Regions from separate parts of the Mus musculus genome. Here region 2 is linked to region 1. A link is a contact called in public HiChIP or PLAC-seq data. All regions are on one chromosome and are shown on one strand. The core of a region is the stretch at or near the end of the contact, and the rest is flanking DNA. Distances in the headings are between cores, read along the strand shown. Region 1 holds the start of Prr13 (proline rich 13). Region 2 holds the start of Spryd3 (SPRY domain containing 3).

Region 1 (5,155 bases), core at 1,064-3,563:
GTGTTTCTGAAAATGGCTTCAGTGTACTCTTATACATCCCCGAATGTATACATTAAGAATAAATTTTCAAGCCAGGCGTGGTGGCACACGCCTTTAATCCCAGCACTTTGGAGGCAGAGGCAGGCAGATTTCTGAGTTCGAGGCCAGCCTGGTCTACAAAGTGAGTTCCAGGACAGCCAGGGCTACGCAGAGAAACCCTGTCTCGGAAAAAGCAAAAAAAAAAAAAAAAAAAGAATAAATTTTCATCTTACCCTAATGTATTAATTTCTATCTATAAATATATAGGCAGAGATATAGATGCAGGTAAGCAGGATTTATTAGAATGATTTACAGGCTGCAACCCAGCAAATCCAACAATGACTGGCTGTAAGCAGGAAGTCCAACAGTCCAGTACAGTCCACGTGCTTGGATGTCTTCAGTACATGGTGGACTCCCAAAGAACTAGGCTTTAATGCCGGTAAAGAAATGGACTTTCCTTTCCAGGAGAGAACAAACTGGCCAAGAGCAAAGTGTCCTTCTTCAGTGTCCTTATCTAGGTTTCCAGCAGATGGTATGGCCCAGGTTAGAGGTGTGTCTTCCCACTTCAAAATCTAGATTAAGTAATCTATTCACCTACTTCAGGTTAAGAAGAAAAAAAAAAAGGTGTGTCCCGACAACCAAGAATAGTTATCACACCTAATAAAAATTGTTGTAAATATTTGTAAAAGTTTGAGATCATCTTGGCAACATAGCAGGCTGAGGCCATCCTAAACTGAGTGTGAGATCCTGTCTCAAAAATAAATAAAAGTGCCGGGCATGGTGGCGCATGCCTTTAATCCCAGCCCTCGGGAGGGAGAGGCAGGAGGATTTCTGAGTTCGAGGCCAGCCTGGTCTACAGAGTGAGTTCCAGGACAGCCAGGGCTATACAGAGAATACCCTGTCTTGGAAAAAAAATAAAAAAAAATAAAATAAAATAAAATAAAATAAAATAAAATAAAAGTGTAGAGGGTGGGGAGAGGAATGTAGACAGCTAAGGTCCAGGCCTTGTGTGGCTTGTGGGAAAGTCCTTGATTTATTCATCATTTTATCTATGAACAGGGTCTCATGTAGCGCAGGATGACCTAAAACTCTCTGTGTTGCCAAGGGTGACCTTGAACTCAGGATCCTGTAAGCCCTATCTGCAAAGTGCTGGGGTTAGCTGGGCTTGGTGGCCCACACCTTTAACCCTAGCACTCGGGAGGCAGAGGCAGGTGGATTTCTGAGTTCGAGGCCAGCCTGGTCTACAAAGTGAGTTCCAGGACAGCCAGGGCTATACAGAGAAACTCTGTCTCGAAAAACCAAAAAAAAAAAATTCTGAGAGTTGTGGCTTGCTTTTGTTTTTCTAGCACCCGAGAGAGAGAGAGAGAGAGAGAGAGAGAGAGAGAGAGAGAGATATGGGATGACTGCTTTTCATCCAAAGTCAACCCAAGTCATACTGGTAGATTGTCTCAAAAACATCAAAACCAAAAATGAATTCACTTAGTTACCCAGAACAATGACATGAAACTATAACTGCACCATCTGCTGAACACATTGAAACCCTGTCTCTTATCTTTCTACAAAAAAAGAACCACAGGCTGTGGTTCTAGCAGCTGGCAACATTGAAGCCCAGGGCTGGGACTCAGCAGAACTTCCTCCTTTTGTTCTCTGAGGCCTTTTTTTGTTTGTTTGTTTTTGTTGTTATTTTCCGAGTCAGAGACAGGGCTGGTCTGTGTGGCTCTGGCTGTCTTGGAACTCACTATGCAGACCATGCTGGTTTCAAACTCAGAGATTCACCTGCCTCTGCCTCCTGAGTTCAGGGACTAAAGGTGTTGTGCCATCATGACAGAGCTCTCTCTGAGGTTTTATGTAGGGTTCCCTAAGAAGCTAATATTGTCTTTAAATTCTGATTCTCTTCCTCCATTTCCAAAATGCTAGGTTACAGACAAGTCTACCCATCAAGCAGGCACTTGGTGCACATACACTGAGGCAAAACACTCATACACATTAAAAAAAAAAATCTTAAAATTTAAGCAAAACAACAACAAAAAAAAACAGTGAGAGTTTATCTCGTTGGCTCAGGTCCTTGCTTGGAGCTGACCCCGCCTCGGTCCCGCCCTAAGGAGCATTTCCGCTGCGTCTCCGTATTTCACCTGTATGTATTTCACAACGCAATGTTTTCTCCCTAAGGCTCCGCCTGGCGGCCAGCGCAACGGTTTCCTCCTTGTTTAGTTGGACCACAGCGATTGACAAGTCAGTTCTCCAATCATCGTGTCAAAGTGATCACATAATTATTAACTAGGTCACAGGGGCGGTGCGGAAGTATAGAATGAATAGGAGTGACCAGGAAGTGCGAACCCAGACTGAGAAGGAGGACAGGAGCGGGCTGGCGATCTGGGAAGGTGACAGGGCATCTGGCCTCCCAAATTCCATCTCTCCTCTTAGCTGGGCCAGGGATCCATTTATTCCTGAGAACTAAGAACTCCATTTGCTCTTTGGGGGTTGTGTGTGTGTTCTAAGAGTTTTGGGACCTGGAGTGTCTTTCTTGATATTCAGGATGGGATTATTTGTTTGTTTATTTATTTATTTTTATTTATTTGTTTATTTTAGCTTCACTTCAGGGGTGCCCCCGGGGCGAGCAGGGAGTTTAGGTCCCATCTCACACTACGGATGCTTAAAGGCCTCCGGTCCCTTTCCAGGGAGAGGGAAATGAGACTTCTCCATCCAGGTGAGATAGTGAAAGTGGGAGGGGCCCTGGGAAGAGAGTTCCTGTGATTTAAATCCTGGGCTAGAGTAGGCTATGAGGATGCGGGAAAGAAAAAGGGAACTTTTTTTTTTGTTTTGTTTTTGTTTGTTTGTTTGTTTTTGTTATTTCGAGACAGGGTTTCTCTGTATAGCTCCAGCTGTCCTGGAACTTACTTTGTAGACCAGGCTGGCCTCATTCGCCTGCCTCTGCCTCCCAAGTGCTGGTATTAAAGGTGTGCACCCCCACGCCCAGCAGGGAACTTTTTTTCATTTCCTTTTGTTTTGGGTTTGACACAGGGTAGCTCTAGCTGTCCTGTAACTCTTTTTCGACCAGGCTGGTCTGGAACTCAGAGATCCACCTGCCTCTGTTTCCAGAGTGCAGCCCATTTTTAAGTGGAGGTTTATCTGTGAGAGTCTTGGTAGGGTGGAGGCTGTAGGGTGGGGCTCGGGTTCTCGAAAATCCTCCTCCCTTCCTGGAACCTTCAGACTTTGCCTGGTTTACTTCCTAGGCTTGAGCTAACATCTCGACATGTGGAATCCTAATGCTGGTAAGTTCCTGGGGGCTCTCCTCTGACCTGCCCCAGCCCATTTTGCAATGAAACAGGAAGTTTCTATCTATCCCCGCAGCCCCAAGCAAAAGCAAAGCCACCGGACCACTGCTAGTTACCAAGTTCTGCCTTTCCATAAGGCTTAAGAACGGTAGTGATTTGTATTATGTGTTGATAGAGGTTCCGGACAGTTCTAATCTTTATTCTCGGATTCTTCTTCCAGGACCGAATCCATATCCACCCCAAGTTGTGTGCCCAGGAGGTTCCAATCCTGCCTGTCCACCACCTCTCAATCCTGCCTTTCCCCCTGGCCCCTGTCCTCCCGGAATTCCCCAGGGAAACCCAGCTTTCCCTCCGTGTCGTCCCCCTTATCCTGTACCACAACCAGGGTGTCCAGGATACCAACCCTCAGGTCCCTACCCTCCCCCATACCCACCACCTGCTCCTGGCATGTGCCCCGTGAATCCTCCGGCTCCTGGCATGGTGGGTCCCGGAATCGTGATAGACAAGAAGACTCGGAAGAAAATGAAGAAAGCTCATAAGAAGTCGCACAAGCATCACAAGCACGGGAAGGTCAGTGTCATCTGGAGCCTGGCTGGGGAAGGAGCTCCGTTCAGAGGGACCAGGGGTGATCAGGAGTTGGGGAAGGACTTTCACGGTTTGTGGGCACAGGCGATGGTGTGTGGGAGCGGTAGCCCGCAACCTTGTCGCTTTAGCAGATGTAGATGGTTTTTCCTTTAAGTAAGGGGATCCTCCTGAAAGGAGTTTAGTAATATTGAGGCATCAGATCACTCCCATCTGCCAAGGAAAAGTGAAGGGGTGCGGGGAGGATTTCTGTGCCAAAAGCCCTCGACCTTCTTTACCTAACTCTTTCCCAGTAACTTCCCTCACCCACCCCGGGTGTATCCTTTGGTAAATTGGACACACCCACTGAGGTTGTCTAAATGTCAAAAGAGTGACAAAGCACAGTGACAAAGCATAATAGTTTACTGAGTGGTCATATGGCCCTTAGTTCCTGGATTTTCTTTATCTCCTTCAGTATTCCCTGGTACTGAGTTAATTCCCTGGACGAGCCTTCTGTGACTCAGCCTCCAGCAAAGCCTGGGGTGAAAGGGGATTTTCCTTCACAAGACCAGTACAGTCCTTCCACAGGAACCCATTAGTGAGGGGGGGAGTTCCCCTGAGGACTCAGGAAGACCTCAGTCTGAAACTTGAGGCTTCGAATAGACTTTATGCCCGTGTTTGTTTGCTCCGTGGATCTGGGCTCTAGTTCCTGAGTCTGGGTCTTAGGTAGACATGTGGGGAGTAGGGAAGGAAATGAGACACTAACCAGGGAGAGTACCCCGAGAGTCTAAAAACATTTTTTTTTTTTTTACGGTAGTTGATGGAGGTATGTCTGTGTGGATCCTGGGATGGGATTTCTCCAGCCATCTGTCTGTCTCTGCCATCTTCCCCACTTTTTCCCCTAGTGGGACTTAGAAATACAGCATGGCCCACACGGTGGCCGTTCCTACCCTCCCTGAGGTGCAGAGAGATTCTAGTTTGTCATTCTTTTTTTTTTTTTTTTTTTTTTTTTTTTTTCAACACAGGGTTTCTCTGTATAGCCCTGGCTGTCCTGGAACTCACTTTGTAGACCAGGTTGGCCTTGAACTCAAGAAATCCGCCGGCCTCTGCCTCTGGGTTTAAAGGCGTGCGCCACCACCTGGCTAGTTTGTCATTCCTTAAAACAAACAAGGAGGGATGATTAAGGTAGCAGCAGCCTCCCACACCCTGCTCCACTTTCCTGGTCCTAGCTAGGTGTGGAAACTTGGTTGGAAGGCAATGTGTTGAGGTTGAGGACAATTTAATCCATTCTTGTACCTTCC
Region 2 (5,261 bases), core at 1,020-3,519, 320 kb before region 1:
AAGTTATGAGCAAGGTAGAGGAATCTGGATGCTTGTTCTCACAGAGTTTCCACTCAAGTGGGCATAGGGGAGCATGGCAGATAATAAATACAAATGGTCATATTTTTTAAAAAATTTTTTGTCTTATTTATTTATTATATGTAAGTACATTGTCACTCTTCCATTACGGATGGTTGTGAGGCACCATGTTGTTGCTGGGATTTGAACTCAGGACCTCTGGAAGAGCAGTCAGTGCTCTTAACCACTGAGCCATTTCTCCAGCCCACAAATGGTCATTTTAACCAGTGGAAGAAAAAAAAAAAAAAAAAACCCACAGAGATGTAACAAAATAGCGGACAGGGACAGACTCTGAGGTACTGCCTGAAAAACTGAAAGAGAGGCAGGCAGTGTAACAGTGTAACAAAAACCATTCCATACAGAAGAAACAGTTGCTCAGGCCCATGGTTAGAAAAAAGGTGTCATGGCAGAGAAAAACAGCCCACCAGAGCCATTGTATGTAGGGAAAGTGAATGACAATAAGGTAAGGGGGGAGAGGAGGTGTTGGAGAGATGGCTCAGCAGTTAAGAGCACAGACAGAGGTCCTGAGTTCAAATCCCAGCAACCACATGGTGGCTCACATCCATCTGTAATGAGATCTGATGCCCTCTTCTGGTGTGTCTGAAGACAGCTACAGTGTACTTACAAAAAATAAATAAATCTTAAAAAAAAATAAGAAGCCAGGCGGTGGTGGGTGGTGGCGCAGGTCTTTAATCCCAGCATTCAGGAGGCAGAGGCAGGCGGATTTCTGAGTTCAAGGCCAGCCTGGTTACAAAGTGAGTTCCAGGACAGCCAAGGCTATACAGAGAAACCCTGTCTCCAAAAACAAAAACAAAACAACAACAACAAAAAAAAAACCAGAGTAGAATAAGGTGGCAAGATATGGAAGCACAGGCCTTTAATGCCAACACTCCAGAGGTAGTGGCAGGTGGTTATCTATGACTAAGAGGCAGCCAGCCTGGTCTCAAAGCAAATTTCAGAAGACAGCAAGGTTTAGACAGAGAAACCCTGTCTAAAAAAACAAAAAGAACAGGGTAAAGCAAGAGTCTATCCACAGTCAGGACTTTTAAATTTTATTTCAAGGGTAATGAAAAACTTCTAGGGAATTGTAAACAAGAAACGGTATGAATTTTTTGTTTGTTTGTTTTTCTGAGACAGGGTTTCTCTGTGTACCTCTGGCTGTCCTGCAACTTACTAGCCTTGAACTCTGGCCTGCCTCTGCCTCCTGGGTGCTAGGATTAAAGTGTGTACCCCCACCCTGCCTGAAGCCCATGCTGTTCAATTCACTGAGCCTTCTCTTCTGCCAGAACCCCAGCCCTTTTTAGTCCGCAGAGGTAAACGGATTTCTGAATTCTTCAACAGCCTGCTCTACATAGTGTGTGCCAGGGTAGACAGGGCTACACAGTGAGGCCCTGTCTCAAACAAAAGAAAAAACAACTTAGCAGATCTTAACTCCAAGTTGTAACAGAATTCAGAGGGCCGCAGCCCCTAAAGCAGCAGCAGTACCGGAGAAAAACATGGGACTCTCTCGGTATTTAGACAACCAGCAAGGCCAGTAAATGAATGAATGAATAAAATCTTCCAGAGATCCAAAAGCGGGAAAACCATGAAGAAATATTTTCTTCCTGCCTCCCAAACACCTGGCACTGTGCCCTACACACAGTAGGTGCTTAGCAATCCTGGGCTAAGCTGAGTTCGATCCCAATGTGCACATTGGGGCTCTTCTGCAGGAGCTACAGACCAGCACATGCCCCACAAGAGCAGACACCTGCGGCGCAGCACTGGGATCCCCCAGGGCCCTGGGCCAGGACTCGAACCCAGGTAGATGCCGGAGCCCCAGATCTGAAGGCATCGGATCTTCGAGAACCTGACAGCCTCAGCACCAAGCAGCTGCCGCCGCACTGGGTCCGGGCACGGCCTCAGGACCGCGGGGTCTCTCAGGTGACACCCGGGACCACCCGGCCTTAACCTGTCAATGAGGCTACGCCCCGTCGTCACAGGCCCTGGCTGCAATGGGGAGGGTGCGCGGCGAGAGGAACGCCCGTGACCGGAGCCCCTGGCCCCGCCCTGAGGCCGCAGCCGTCGCCCAGGACCCCCGCCTCGAGATCTGCAGAGACCGAGGCCTCCGGGACCCCGCCCCCGATCCCCGCCTACCGGGGCCGCCGCGTCCTCCTCATCCATAGGCCTCTCAGCTCCGCGTTGTAGCTCTTCGGCCGCCGCCACCACACACATCCGGGTCCCCGCCCTTCCTCTGCTCCGTCAGGCCCGCCCCCACCGCTAAATCTGACCAATCCGCAGCGCTTCTTGAAGATGGGCGCCCTCAGCAGCCAATCGCAGGGCACAGGCGGTGCGGAGCGCGGCCCGGTGAGCTGGGTACCTAACACTCGGCGGCGTCTGAGGAACCCTGGTGTCGGGAGGGTGGGGGAGGCGACGTGGCTGCCCGGACGCCACCTCGGACGCCTGGAGCTCAGGGAGGCGGTCAAGGGGCGGCTCCCTTGGGGCGGAGTAGGTCCCTGTGCCCGTGCGCGAGCTTCGTGTTCCCAGAGCCAGAAGTGATGCTAAAAACCTCTCTGGAATGTCCTTTTGAGCCACTTAACGGCATGGGGGGGGGGATTTTTTTTTAATGTTATCTCCTATTTTACGCGTGAGAAGCCAGAGGCTGATCTCCACAGCGGCAGCACTCGGCTGGCACCACATGCTTTCTTCTCTCCGGAGCACCCCTTTGCACCACGTTCGTTCATTCCAGGACAGGCGTTCCAGAACAGGAGAGAACATATGCAAAAGGCACAGTGGGATGAAACCCGGGTGCTCTTTGGGCTTGGGCTTGGTAGGAAAAGTTAGCTCGGGTCAGAATGTACCGGAAAGGATACTAATCTTTATCATGCACCTCCTATAAAGGGTATGATTGTCCTTGGAAGGAATTGGGATTCTTGGACGACTTCAACGTTTTGCTCTTAAGACTGAATATTCTTTCCAGAAAGACTCATCCTGTGTCAGAAACATAAACGAACATATTTGTGTCTTTCCACATCTAAATTTATTGAGTATCAAATACATCAGCAAGCGATGTCAGCTTCATTGGCGGCAATTTGCCAATTAGACCTGATTTACATTGATAATGGGCCCTTACCAAACACATGAACTTTTACTTTAATATTAATTACTAACTCTTGGGTCACAGATTACATATCCTGTGTGTACTTATGTAGGTTAACAACATGGCTAGAAAAGGGTTAAAGAAGCCACAGCATAATTCAAGAGTTCAGAGGCCTTACTAGAGACAAGAGCTGATAGAGTGCAAAGTCACTGCAGCCAGAGAACAAACCTAGCTGGGGAGCTGCTGAAGGTTCCAGCCTGGGATGCAGCCATAGCTGCAGGTCACAGGGCTGAACACCTTCAGAGGCAAAATGTGAGACTGGGTATGGATGAATACGTGGGCAACCCGTAATGCGAGTAGGTTCCATCAGCTGTGGACCCCAGTTGGGCTGAAGCCCCAGAAACAGTCAGCATTTCTCTGTTGTCCTTTGAGGCACACACAAGGTAGTTGGTAGGGACCACTGTCCCCAGAGTGTTAGACACCTTCCTCATGGGGTCCAACTGAGGGTGTTTCTTGGTCTGATTATGTTTAATACATTCTTTTTGTTGTTGTTGTTTTCAAGACAGGGTTTCTCTGTGTAGCACTGGCTGTCCTGGAACTCACTCTGTAGACCAGGCTGGTCTTGAACTCAGAAATCCCACCTGCCTCTGCCTCCCAACTGCTGGGATTAAAGGCGTGCACCATCACTTCCCGCCGTTTTTCTTGAACCTGATGACACTTAAGTGATTTTAACACGCCCACTGACTGTATAGTCTCAATCGTTTGTATTTGGATCCATTTATAGAGTGGTACCTTTCACTTTTAAAAAACAAGATTTATTTATTTATTATGTATACAGAAGAGGGCACCAGATCTCATTACAGATGGTTGTGAGCTACTATGTGGTTGCTGGGAATTGAACTCAAGACCTCTGGAAGAGCAGTTAGTGCTCTTAACCTCTGAGCCATCTCTCCAGCCCTACCTTTCACTTTTTAAATTAACTATTTACTTTAGTGCTTCGCCTGCATATATATGTGTGTGTGTGTGTGTATGTGTCTGTTTTGTATATAGGTAAATAGATAGATAGATCATATATTGATATATATAATCTATGCACCATCTGTGTGAGTTACAGACAGTGAGCTGCCCTATGGATTCATGGGACTTGAATCTGGGTCCTCTAGGAAGAACAGTCAATGTCTTTACCCGCTGAGCCATCTCTCCAGGCCACCTTTTCACTCTTAGTTATCAGTCTAGGATTCATACGTAGTGCTAGTGGTATGTATATGCAGAGTCCCACTCCAAGTAGAGCCAGATACTACTTGTACGAGTCACACAAGGCAAGACAGCCTGAAAGCCACCATTTTACACAATATAGAATAACTTAGAGCAAACACAGCCTAATCACGATTCACTCTTATGCAGTGCCTCGTTTATTTACTGTGCAATGTCAGGTGTGGTGACATGCACCTGTTTTGATAAGTATTTACTTTTTATTTACTGGAGGTAGAATGCATGCCTGACATGGCCTAAGTGGATAAAGATGAGAGAGCAGCTTCAGGAGTTGCTTCTTTCCTTCCACCAGGTGGGTCCCAGGGGTTAAACACAGGTTTGGTAACTCTGAACCATCTCGCCAGACCCAGCACTCATTCATTAAAGCCAACTGTGCATCAATGTGTTTAGACCTCAGACGAGTCCCATGTGATTCTAACTGGATACTTCTCTACAGTGCTGGGCAGGAAGACCAGGGCTGTAACTGAGTTAGTAGAGTACTTACCAGACATGGGCAAGGTCTTAGGTTCATTCCCCACAATGACAAAAAAAAAAAAAAAAAAAAAGAGAGAGAAAAGCTAATTATAGCAGTTAGGGCTGTAGCTTACTAGAATGCTCTTACTTAGCAAGCTCCAACTCAAGGCTCTGGGTTCAATTCCCAACACAGGAAAAAAACAAACAACAACAAAAACAAAACAAAACAAAAACCGAGACTAGTTCTTACCGAGTAGCTCTGGCTGCCTGGAACTCACTATGCAGACCAGGATGACTTCAAACACATAGAGATCTGTCTGCCTTTCCCTCCCAAGAGCTGAAATTAAGGGTGTGCACTATCCTCCTGTTTAAATTTTTCACTACCTCAACGGAGATCCCTACT

The links. HiChIP or PLAC-seq counts read pairs in DNA pulled down with a chosen protein or histone mark.
Region 2: a contact with region 1 is called in an H3K27ac HiChIP or PLAC-seq map of microglia, with 5 times the contacts expected there. The contact joins the promoter of Spryd3 here to the promoter of Prr13 in region 1. A contact is called at or near these places in 11 of 39 promoter capture datasets (the 3T3-L1 cell line, the C10 cell line, the HPC-7 cell line and 8 more), 1 of 484 Hi-C or Micro-C datasets (CD4 T cells), 3 of 115 datasets of contacts at active chromatin or transcription factors (embryonic stem cells, microglia and pancreatic cancer cells) and 2 of 9 other capture datasets (adipose tissue and liver).

What each region holds. Positions count from the first base shown.
Region 1 is chr15:102,456,857-102,462,011 of GRCm38.p6, forward strand. Prr13 (proline rich 13) reads left to right here and starts at 2,314. Exons shown (of 4, transcript NM_001170911.1): 1 at 2,314-2,399; 2 at 3,252-3,290; 3 at 3,514-3,863. The coding sequence starts at 3,272.
Region 2 is chr15:102,133,946-102,139,206 of GRCm38.p6, forward strand. Spryd3 (SPRY domain containing 3) reads right to left here and starts at 2,270. Exons shown (of 11, transcript NM_001033277.3): 1 at 2,191-2,270. The coding sequence starts at 2,213.